2 separate regions of the Mus musculus genome follow, and region 2 is linked to region 1. The links are chromatin contacts, called in public HiChIP or PLAC-seq maps. All regions are on one chromosome and are shown on one strand. The core of a region is the stretch at or near the end of the contact, and the rest is flanking DNA. Distances in the headings are between cores, read along the strand shown.

Region 1 (5,837 bases), core at 2,859-5,358:
CAAATTTTTAAAAAAAAATCTAGCAGCCTAAAGCAAGTGAGAACAGAAAACAATCTTTTAAAAACCGGTGTCCATTTTATTATGGCTCATTTGCAAAAAGTAAGATGGTATCTTGCCTGCTGCGACAAATCCGACCTTCTTCATGTTTTTTTTCTCCCCCGTTCTGGTTCTTTCCCACACAGCTTCCCTTCTTGCTGATTATAGAGTTAATCTCACCCAATTCCTTGATTACTTAGTGTCACTGGCCAGTGCCTAAGACTGAGACCAAAATATTTGTGATGGGGTTTAATGACACCCTAAATGTAGCAGGTGACATTCGAAAACCCTGGCACAGTTCTCGATGGCAGCAGCTTAATGGAGTATAAGTAAATAGCACTTGGAATGGGAACAAGGTAAAAACAGGAGATTCTAAGCATGTTGTGAATAGCAGTTGGAAGACTATATAACAGCAAATTAAGTGCTTCTGTGTTGGAGGCAGCTTTGGAGGGCAGCACACCTGACCTTTGTACCAACCTTGTTCTTTGTGTGAAACTGGCCTGGTTAGCCACCTCCTCATGCCCCATTTCCATGTAAAGTGTTTCTCTCCTTAGGCACAGCACAACCATTTTCAGTATGGCTGACTTTTCACGTCAGGGTCACTTCACTTCAAGCTCTGTTGCCTTCATTGCTCCCTTGCTAGGGCTAGCCACCCTTCTCCCTGGTCTGTTAGAGCTTTTTTGTTTTGTTCTGTTTTTAAATGTACTTTCAGCCTCCCTGTCCCCCCACCCCTTTCTTCTTTTATCCACTCCTTGCCACACCATTCTTGATCTTTCTGAAGCTAGTCTCATGGTGTCTGTATATACTTGACTTTCTTCCCTCCGTGTTACCAGTTCTGTCTCCAAGTCTCAAAATCCCCAACTTCTCTCGTCTTTTATTTCCTCTGTCAAACCATACTTAGTCATTGAACTCACCTACTATCAAGTACCACTCAATATTAGTCAGACTTCTTATTTGATATCTGTTTCAACTGTTTTCCAGAACTTAATTCGATCCTGGTCAGTTTTTTTGTTTTTTAATAAGATTTCTAAAAGATTTATTTATCTATTATATATACAGTGTTCTGTCAGCATGTATGTCCTGGTCAGTTATCTTTTTTTAAAATAAATTTTTAAAGCTTTATTTATTTATTATGTATATGGCGCTCTGCCTATATATGCATGCACACCAGAAGAGGGCGTCAGATCTCATTACAGAGGCTATGAGCTACCACGTGGTTGCTGGGAATTGAACTCGGGACCCTATAAGAGCAGCCAGTGCTCTAACCCTTTGAGCTGTGCCTCTAGCCCCTGGTCAGTTATCTTAACATATTCTAAAATGGATGCTGTCCTGTTACAGCCCCTCTTTGTTTCTAATCTGCAGTTCTCATTTGTCTCCAGTCTTCAGGGCTTTGTTTATTCACATTTAGTAATTTATGGTTTCTCATCGTAGAGGGCTCAGGTTACTTCTTGGGAATTTACAACTTTCCTTTGGAATTATATTCCTTACCTTTCTAATGAGTGTGTTCTAACCACGGTATCAGAAGCTCCTCACAGCAGTGGGTGTATGGTTATATTCCCTATGGAGCTACAGCCCTTATGCATATATGCCAGGCAGCACATCTCTACTCTCCAGCATGGTGTATGAACATTGCTAACTGCCCGACCTGACCTCCCCTACCTCTTCATGTATGTTGGATACATCTCCCCTTTCTGCTTTCTTTCTGATTTACTCCCCCCCCCCCCTTCCAGGCTTCTCTATTTCTTTCATATCAGCCTCCTTTCTCATTTACTTTCTTACTGGTATCTTCAGAGAGAAACTGTTACTCTAGCTCCTACAAGCTTCTTAAAACTCTGCTGGTCCTCACAGTTAAAATTTTAGGTTCTTCTATACCCAGTGTCACAGCTTCCTGTGTATATCTACACAGCTGCACACCTCCACACAGCTGCACACCTCCACACAGCTGCACACCTGTACACAGCTGTATCCCTCTTCACAGCTGCACACCTGTACACAGCTGCACAACTCCACACAGCTGCACACCTCTACACAGCTGCACATCTGTACACAGCTGCACACCTCTACACAGCTGCACACCTCTACACAGCTGCACACCTCCACAGTTGTGTACTTCCATAAGGCTGCATCCTAAAGAGTAACCTTATCCTTAAAGCTTGCAGTGTTTCCAGTTTCATGAAATATTTTCTCCAGTTTTGTAATTTAAAAGAAACCCTAGACAGATGGTAGTGGTACACACCTTTAGTCCCAGCACTCAGGAGGCAGATGCATAGGCAGGTAGAGCTCTGAATTAGAAGCCAGCCTGGCCACAGCATGCATTCAGGATAGCCAGGACTGCACAGAGAAATCCTGTCTCTAAAAACAACAGCAACAACAACAAAGCAAACAAAAACAACAAAAGAACCCAAGAAAAGGTTCTGATATACTGAAAGTCAGACTCCCCTGTCTGAGAAGCCTGTTAGAGGGCACCCCCTGGAGTCAGTTCTCAGTAGTTATGGGAGAACTGTGGACACAACCAGGTGTCTAGGTGCTCTCTATCATGTGGCAGATCCTTATGGAATCCCTGAGCAGGGAAGGGAACTCGGCCTCTGAACGTCTCGTCTGGGCAAGTTGGTAAGCATGATGAGAGAAGGCTGATGAGTGGGAAGCAGGTACTGGAGAGGTTTCCAGCACTGGGGGGTGGGGGGTGGGGGGTGGTGCTTGTCTCAGAATCGCTGTGCTCAGTGCCTCCCACCCACCACTGTAGAACCTTATGGAGAAGGCAGATTAAGATTCTCCTTCCCTCCCTGCCTGGTCCCCCAGTAAAGGTTGAGGGTTCTGGCTGGCCATTGGGTTGCTTGAATAGAGGGGTGGAAGCCTTCTCCTGACATTAGGGATAATTGGGCAAAACATGGAGAAGAGTTGAGGTGTACTTAGGTGTGAAGGCTGAAGGAGGAGTGAGGATTTGTCACACGGAAGACAAGGCTACTTAGTGCAGGGACAAGCTACTCCATTCATTTATTCATATCCTTCAAAGTAGGAGGGGCCAGGAGGTAGTTTGTATGTGGGAGATTTAAAGTATATGTGTGTACATGTGTATATATTAGCTCAATATAAATACAAATATAAATATATATAGTGAATATATATAATGTACACATGTATGTGTGTGTGTATATGCATCTTTACTACATTTTATGTGTGATTTCATAACAGTGTAATACATGTGTTTTTAGAGATGTTTCTACTAAGTTACAGGAATGATTCTTTTTTTGAAGATGAATTGATGTTAACTTTTGATGAGTAATTTGGGTAAAATTTGAAGCTGGCAGATAAAATCTTTTATAAATGATTCAGAGGATGCCAAGAATGTATCAGCTATTACCTACTTGACCAACTAATAACTTCTGCTTTAACCAAGAATAAAATAAGTTTTGAAGCCCAGAGAAACTTTGGCTTGAAAATAAATAAATGCTTCCTGTACGCGTGTGTTATGTAAAATGTCTTTTTCTTTTTACAAAACCCCATATCGTTTTCTATTTCCTGTCTTCCCTTGCTCATTAAATCACCAGGCAGCTTTGACTCCGTGCTGGGAATGACTTATTCCAAAGATTCAGCCTTTACTTTTGTCTTGACATGTTGACTAAAGAAAGATAAGACGCACGTTTCCAGTTAAATCTATTTGTAAATCTATTTGGTTCAGAAAGCGTTGTCACATTAAATGCACCAGGACTGAGTATCTTTCCCCAGGGTTTAAAGAGCAATTTTTGATATTGTTGAAGAGTCAGTTAAAAAGTAAGTCAGTTAAAAATAAAACAACTCACAATTCTAAATTGGCTGAAACATAATTTGAGGTAAATATTTATTATTTCCATGCCGCATGCATCCAGGTGTGCGTGTGTGATTTTCAAAGGTACTTGCGCTTCTCACTCTCAGACGTTTATTATTAAGCCAGTCTTCCGTCTAAGAGGCGCTGCTTATTCAGATCTGTGGCTCTGCCTCTGTGAGTCTTTGATTTTTTTAACCATCGAGGCCGCCACTCTCCTTTCTCTTTCTCTTGGGCTGTTCCCCCACAGGGATTCCATGATTACCCAAAGTACTGACTCTTCTAAGAAGCTTTAGTTATCGCAAGCCCTGTGACCAGCAGTTCTAAGAACAGTATCAGTGTTCATCATTAGGCGAGAATTAGTCATCTCTCTTGGTGTTCATCTGGAGATAGATAAATATGACAGGGTGTAATGTATCCCAGACTGGTTTAAGACTACAGCTGACAATTACCTCCGACTAAGTGTGTAGGGTTCCTTGTTTCTTCAGGAAGGGTGACACTGGATACATTTTACTCATGGTTGCTTTCTTCTCATCCCTGACTCTGGTGCTCATTTATAGCCAATCCATCCCTTCTCCCTCTAACCTCTATAGACAGTGATTTAACAACAGGCAAAAACCCTCACCTTCCACTCGCCTGCCTCCTTTCCCCTCGGCCAGTTGCTCCTCCAGCGTCTCTGTTTACTGTAAAAACTGTATGAGTCACTACAGTAGACGGAAGGGGCCGGGCTTCAGTTATTTAGTCTAATAGGTTTATGGATGTTGTACTTGTCTTAAATTTTAAATTAAGATTCTCAATTTGATTTTTACTGTTTTTAATTGGGACATAATTATAAATCTTTATAGTGTACATTGATAATTTACTACATGTGTGCAGTATGTGATTATCAGACCAGCATAATTCCTGTCATTTGTTTTTGTTGTTGTTGGGAAGCTACAAACGCAGCTCTCTTAATTCCTCCTTAAATTAAAATGCATAATCAGTTATTATGCTATGGTTTTTGTCGTACAGTGTGTGCTCTAGAATGCTCAGAACCTACACCTGTTCTGTAACTGTCCCTTGTTACCCATCCCCCACCCTCAAGCCCTTCTTAACCTCTAGCGACTGCTGTTCTGATATACATGGAAGGTGTGAAGTATCCTTTCCCTAAGTACAAAGATTGGCATTCCCTCACTACTTCAACCTACACATCTACCTGACTGAAGTAGTAGGACTTAGTTCAACTTGTTGACTAAAAATGTCATTCGTTAAAATAGTGTTGTATGAGTTTAATCAGCTTGCAGTATAAGAACTAAGATTTGAAAAAAAAAAAAGATTGTTTTTTTACATTTTAGAGCCTTGAAATTTCTTATTTTCAAAGATACAGGAACATCCTTTTGGTTATATGTTTTTGTGTTTTCTGTCCTCCTTTTCTGCATCATAGCAGCTCAAAGAGCCACACTCTTTTCTTGAAAACGTAATGCCAAAAATGTAGTGTGTCTGAATGTCTATTTATATGTACCTGGACTTAGTATTTAACATAATAAAATTTCCACCTGGTTGTCAAAGGACCAGTCATCACCCTTTTTGCTTTACAGCCTCCCCGCCCCCCAGCAAGAATACAGGTCAGACCATTAGAACTGTCTGTACCAGCAGAGTGGGGGTTTGCTACTGAAATAATTAACAACAAATGCTGCTTGCCCCGCTGATGAGCTGCCTGACCCTTTGTCAGTCGTTTTACAAGCATCCTTTTCTTCATCTACAGCACTGGAATATTCTTATCCTTGTAAGGATTAGATGGGAATTAGATGGTTCATGAAATACACTCAGTATATGGTAGCTGTTCAATGTACATTGCTTATTATTGTAGTATTCTATTGACCATCACCTCATCCTGGTTATTTGAGCAATAGATGTGAGTGCCAGTATATACTCTGCTGTTTGTTGGCCTTTGGAGGAAAAGCATCTAAGGTTTTTGTTGTTTTGTGTTCACATAAGATAAAGTTCTTTTGGACATTCA
Region 2 (6,606 bases), core at 3,558-6,057, 210 kb after region 1:
CTACCCTAAAGATTCTTTAAAAGGATTCATCTTTCATGTCATAGTAATATTGCTATCTTTCTTTTGGTATAGAGTTACTCTAGAGTTGAAACATATTCAGTTACAATTGTGATAATGAATGCTGCCATTGGGTTCTCAGCAGGAGGAATAAGGCTAATGCAGACTCAGACCATTCAACTCCCCAGCCCCCCTTGACAACAGAGCCAAATGAGTGCTGGGGACATGGTTAGTGTGTAGGCTTCCAGGGGATCCACAGATCATGTCAGAGTGACACGTTTGCATTCTTCACAGTGACATATGCAAGAAATTCAGACATTTGAAGAATAGTTAGCTGCTAACTCAGGCAGGTGGTGGAATCCATTGTGTGGTCAGAAAAACCTGAGAAGTGTGTCTGAGCCCTCTTTTTGAGAGCATAGGCTTGACTGCCATTATACGGAGGCATGTTGGCATACAATGCAGGGAGAGGGCAAAGAAAAAAATACACAAACTCTTTTCCAGGGCAGGACAAAGATTTAATAGCTGTTGCTGGATTGGCTTTATAAATCCAGGGATGTGGGGGAGGCTGCCTTCCAGTACTACCCAGAGTCTACCTAACATTTTTCATCTGAAATCCCACGACACCTTAGGGAGGTGTGCAATGCAGTCAGTGGTGATCGCAAGCACTCTTGAGTGACTTTTTAAATGACTAACTTTGGGCTGTTACTGAGTTTTTCATCCCTGGTGATGGGTCTGGATAGCAAATTGCCTTGGTTTAGAGATCAGCTTTAAAATCTTCATAGCACCTTCCAAGGGGCTTCACAGTGTAGCAGTCTGGATGTGGATGGCTGAAATCTTTAGGTGTTAGGAGAACTAATTTTAATTTAAAGTTCTAAGTGTGTTAATGGATTAATTATCATATGGATCATATATAGTATGCTTTGAAATATGAGACCATGATAAAATTAATGGCCCATCAAAAACTGAATGCCTTTGGTAGCCAACATGGAAATGTTCATGTTCCAGTTAGATAACTACATGTTAACATCAGATTGATGGCATATCAGTGAGACTCTCACACAGTCACACATGTAAACATGTTTACAAAACAACAGATATAAACTGGCCAGATTTTAAAGTAGTGGGTGGACACACAGCAGTTTGGACAAAAGACTGAATGATTTACTATAATTAAGAGCCCTTGAAACGAAGAATCTCCACTATAAGGCTTGGGTTGATAAGTATAAAGAACTCAGTTAAAGAAATGCACAGAAGTCAGTAAGAACCAGAAAGGGAGACAGTCTGACACACAGTGTCTTTATGTAGAATTTGATGAATAAAATAATTCTGACATTTTTTGTTTGTTTTGGGCTAGGATGAACAATTTTAATTTTTTAGGTAAATAAATGATTGATGGTGATGATGATGATGGTATGTGCATGTGTGTGCACGCATGTGTGTACTGCACATGTGCATTTGCATGTGTATGTGTGTTGAACCAGGCCTACATCTCACATTCTACCCCTCTTGGGCTTCTATACTCTCAAGCAGCTTGTAGCATACACACACACACACACACACACACACACACACACACACACACACACACACATGCTACAAGCTGCTTGAGATCAGGAGAGTCTATCATAGATGGTTGTACTGAAGTATCAAAGAAGAAAGCTAAAACCCCTAATTGGGATTGTAATTAGCTCAGAAAGTAAACACCTACTTTTAAGAAATGGCTTTCTAAAGAACACTTACAGTGGTTAGAAATAGTTCTTGGGGAATGAGTTAAAATGCTTGATCTCATGTCATCAAAGATTATTAGAAGAAATAAAAATATAATTGAAAACATTAAAAACACTGCAGTCGCTCCTATAGCACTAGTGTGAGGGAAAAGTTCTGCCATGGGGTCCTGGTTAGAGGGGAACGGCTGGGAGTCCTCCACAGGCCTTGATGTGGTAAGAGTCATCGTCTTATAAATAGACCTTGTTACAGAAATTGTACCTGGTAAGAAGCCACCATGAGCTTTTAGATTGAATTTTATAAATAGGACACTTAGTGTTGAAACACAGGAGATTGGTTGTAGCAATTAATATACAGACAATAAAATGATGCAAAAACAGAATACCAGTTACAATCAAATTCTAAGGTATGTCACAGAAGAGCCACAGTTCTCACCTTGAGGGGAATACATAATAATCTATTTTGGAGCCAAATATAAGTGACCATTTCCCTAGAACACAAATTTGTTTCACTCCAAATACTGTGTCTCTGCGAGGTAATAATCTCTTCAAGATTTGATAGTATCAGATTAAAGAAATAAATAAAGTCATAAATCAAATCAAATATATCGCTGGGCATATCAGGTAGCAGTTTTTGCCGGAGTGGAAAAGTCTCTGCTGTAGGGGTCAGCCTCTGTCTGATACCATTCTTAGTGTCTGGGATGGTGCAATGTAGGGGCCTATTCATACCATCTAAACGGATTTACTTCAAACTCACAAGGATGTTGAGTAATAAATGACTATTTAAAGGGCAGTGATAGCTCGAGAGAGTTTGGCTCTGGATCTGCAACATTCCAACCTCTTCATAATCATTGACGTTCTCACCATTCAGTCATCCCAGAAGAATGTTCAATGTAAGTGGTGCTTCTTTTCCCAGTTGGCAAAAAATGCCATGATCAGAAACAGATAGATAATAAAGTAACATGTGTGCATTATGAATCCATTCATAGCATTTGTCCACCAACTCACAATAAAACAGAGAGTACTGGAAGTATTTACGTATTATACAGCAACCATTAGTTTCGAGTGGTGATTTCTATATTTTGTGGGATATTTGTCATAAACATTTCCCCACCTGATAAAATTCAAATTAAAATGAGCATAATTTAACTTAGTAATAATGTAGGCCACTAGAGTGTCCCCTTTCTTGGAGAAGCCACACACTGAAGTAATTTGGGACTGAGCCACTGATGATAGGTCTAGGGCCATTCAAGTGTTCAGAGCTGATGGAAGCAGGGATATACTGTCACATGATCACGGAAGGACTGAATTGGGTCCTCAAAACAATTATCTTCCAGCTTCATATATTTGCCAAGAATGTGAAGAGATGACACTGGTTTCCTCTCATTGCATCCCACCGGGACTCATACTATCAACGTGCCTCGTGATTCACCAGTATTGATGACTGACACATGAAGTAAAGCAAGAAGCAAACTTCAACCCACTCTGATTTATGGTGATTTTTGTGGGGCTATAATTCAAGAATCTAAATATCCTGTTTACCTGCAACCCTTCCATTTAATTAGCTAACAGCAGCGTGAGTTTGTGAGTTCTTTATTTGTCGGGTGGGTTACTATTCACTGCCTTCATGATTTCAGATTGTCATTGCCTCAGATGTGACCAGTGGGAGCCTCTTCAGGCTGCTCTCTGTATTCTTATCACCCATCCCCACAGTTCCCAGGCACTTTCTTATTTGCCAACCAAACCAAGTACCCCAGGCTTATTTTCCACTCTTTGAGCCAAGCCTTGAATCTGCTGTTTCCGCAGCTGGAGTTCCAAGGCCAAGATCTAGCTGCAAGGTGTTTTTGCTGCTACAAGAGCATTGCTGTCTCTTTGGGCAGAGTAAGGGAGTTTTTGTAGGTGTGGACATGCACACACATTCCCTTGTACACACTTTTAAGATATCTATTTCTATATTTGCTCTCTCTACAGAAGAATACTAGCTTACACCAACATTCCAGATTCTACTAAATGTCACAGTACTCATTCATTTTCGCCCTTTGTATTTGTAATTATACCTAATATCATCATCATTACTAATATTGCATCTCTCTTTTCATGACATCCCTGTATATAACAGGTCTCTAACAGATAGCACAGTCCTTCTCACTCCACCTGTCCCAAGACCTCTGCTGGTGTCCATCTGCTAGACTCCTGTCTCAGATCTACCAGTTGGAGGCCAGACCAGTCCATATAATGACTTCCCGGCCAGTCAGGGATACGTAGCAAAATCCTATCTCAAAATCAAGCAAAGCCAACCAGTGAAACCAAGAGAGCATATTTATGTATTATTTATATTACAAAAAAGAAAATAATTCAAAGGTAGTGCAGAGAGTTTACATCTATACCACATCTAATGGTGTCGCCCGTCACTTGGGACAGCTAATGAATAGACATCACTGCGTTATCCAATCAAGTTCATTCAGATTCTTTTTCTTCTGAACTATAGTCCCCCCGCCCATCTCCTGTTCTAGGATCCTATCCAAGACATGTCATTTCTCTATCAAGGTTCCTACACATCCTGCTGGTTGTGAATGCTTTAGCTGTCCATTACAATTGTGAGGAGTTCCCGTCTTTCGTACACTGAACTTCAGGAGGGATTTATATGATATCCTGACTAGCTCTGAATTGTGTGTTTGAGGGGAAAGACTAGTGAGAAGATACAAGGCAGGTTGGCCTGACCTGTCACCACCCCTGCTCACCCGAGTTTTCTATGCCCAACTCCTCTGTCCACACTCTGGGATTTGGAAGAAAGTCGCCATGCACAAAGCACAGTGAATGAGAAGCATTTGTACCGCACACACTGTGAGGTCTGCACCTCTGAGACTGCTCAGGGTTCCTGAACAAGACACTACACACTCACTCATTTCTCCCAGTTCATTCTGCTACTGAGGACCCATCGACACTTATTTTATATTTGGATTTCATCACGTTTTAGATTAAGGGAAAAATCACTGATTGCCTTTTGACCACCCCTCTCATCCACATAGCTCGTGGCATGTGCCACCATAGAGACCACATTCCTGGCATGGGGACAGGTATTCTTAAACACCCACTCTGTAATTTGTTGGTTTCTTAGACTGTTACTTTATCATCTGGAATGCCTTTGGACATACCTTAGAGCTGATTTCATGCCATTGCTTGAATCTTAATTCAGTGACTGGCCTTAAACACCGACTCTTATTCACTTCCTTTGCAGTTTGGGTGTAAATCTCTTCCTTGCAGTAGTTAGCGCACTCCTTGATGTTTGTTTGCCTGTTGGTCTTTGTGACTATGTTGTGAGGTTGGTGGGATTCCAACTATTTTTCCCTCCTTTCTCTTTCAGTTTGAAGCAGTTGTGTGCAGAATATACCTGGTTCTAGGGACAAAGAATATGGCTGTGCTCATCAAGAGAGTTGAGTTTTTAAAGTATTTACTTGAGTCCTTTCTAGAGAAGTGACACACAGGATTTGCCATTCATGGGATATGTACTATGCGATTCTTACTGTTTTGTTTTGTTTTGTTTTGTTTTGTTTTGTTTTGTTTTGTTTTCCCTTCCTGCAAAGATGTTCCTTTTTTGATCATCTGGACTTCCATGCACAGGAGTATCTATAGATCAGGCACTTGTCCAATGACTGGCTAAAATCGAGGACAGGCTTTCCCACAGAGCAGAACTTATTCCCACAGTGACTGTGGTTTCAGTAGTAGTAGACTGCCCTAACCAACTTGACCAAATAGCTACGCTACAAAAGAGGCAGGCAGGAAGTCTAGCAATATAGACATTCACTTTGTGGCACACAAAATACACCCTGTGTTGACACAAACAAACTGCCTTCACCATTTTGACTGTCAAGTAGTCAAGAAAAATATTTAAGTCAGTTTTGAAGCAGTCAAATTGGCCAGCAAGCCTATCTGCCATTCCCCTCTCCTCCCTCTGTATGAAGCCTCCCGATTTCCCTGGCTGGTGTTTTAGAAGCAGACGCGTTTTTCCTGCCAGAAGAGGATGCGTTCTTTCTCACAGAAGCTTAATGAAATAGCTGTTACATCATATAAATCCACTTCCTAACACCCCGTGTCAGACTATCAAATCAGTTAAGGAAAATCCTCATCTTTTTTTCTCTTTGAAATTATGGATAGGCTGGTCGGGTTCCAAATTCAGCGAGTTCATATCGCCATCTAGTGTTCAAAATAGGATTGTCCGCACAAACGAAGGAGAAAATTTTAATACTCCATCCGGCTGCAAAAACCAATCTTATCTGAGTTGTTTGAAAGGTTCACTTGGCTGATCCGGTTTGGTTTGGAGCTACTACTCACAGTTAATTTGATATTTATGTTTTGATAGGACACCACACTACTGAGTGAAATTGTTGATTACAGTTTAGCTTGGAAACATAGCTCAAATCACAATCAGAAACAGTGATGCTTTTTCCCAGTATAAGGACAAATGTATCTCAGATAAAGCCAACTACTGTGGACGGCGAATGACAACGTGGCAACTTAAGACGAAGCAAACTTCTTCCCAGCAGAAACTAGAGGAAGCGAAAATAAGACCTGAGCAGGGGCGCCATCTTACTTTGTGTTTCTGAAACAGTATTTGGGTATTAGGGAAGGAAGATACAAAGCCCAAACTGTTCACTGAGCAGCAAAACACAACTCACAGATAGCAAAGATACTTTATTTCCGCAAGCAAGCAAGCCTCAAGTCTGACTGTTTCAACCGTGGTTGCCCTCAATCCTTGCATAAAAACTGGACTCGTATATCTAGAAACGGATTTGCAGTTGTTGAGGAAAATACACACAGAAGCGTTTTTGATGAAGGCACAGCCTGTGGAATAGTTGTAATTTTAGAACTGGATATGGCAATATTT

What was found. HiChIP or PLAC-seq counts read pairs in DNA pulled down with a chosen protein or histone mark.
Region 2: an H3K27ac HiChIP or PLAC-seq map of the NIH/3T3 cell line shows a contact between it and region 1, with 6 times the contacts expected there. The contact joins two enhancer-like sites. A contact is called at or near these places in 11 of 484 Hi-C or Micro-C datasets (the AML12 cell line, the N1E-115 cell line, adipose-derived mesenchymal stem cells and 6 more) and 5 of 115 datasets of contacts at active chromatin or transcription factors (the NIH/3T3 cell line, acute myeloid leukemia, bone marrow-derived dendritic cells and 2 more).

What each region holds. Positions count from the first base shown.
Region 1 is chr1:138,534,627-138,540,463 of GRCm38.p6, reverse strand. All of the region lies in intron 3 of Nek7 (NIMA (never in mitosis gene a)-related expressed kinase 7), which reads left to right. Among named protein-coding and RNA genes, the nearest start is that of Nek7, 82 kb to the left of the region's middle. Within about 2 kb of position 4,108, at least 53 of the 459 cell types and tissues checked have an H3K27ac peak or open chromatin away from gene starts, as enhancers often do. A contact at or near this core is called in the N1E-115 cell line, the NIH/3T3 cell line, embryonic fibroblasts and 1 more, where this site is marked.
Region 2 is chr1:138,327,747-138,334,352 of GRCm38.p6, reverse strand. No RefSeq gene overlaps it. Among named protein-coding and RNA genes, the nearest start is that of Atp6v1g3, 57 kb to the right of the region's middle. Within about 2 kb of position 4,807, at least 73 of the 459 cell types and tissues checked have an H3K27ac peak or open chromatin away from gene starts, as enhancers often do. A contact at or near this core is called in the N1E-115 cell line, the NIH/3T3 cell line, embryonic fibroblasts and 1 more, where this site is marked.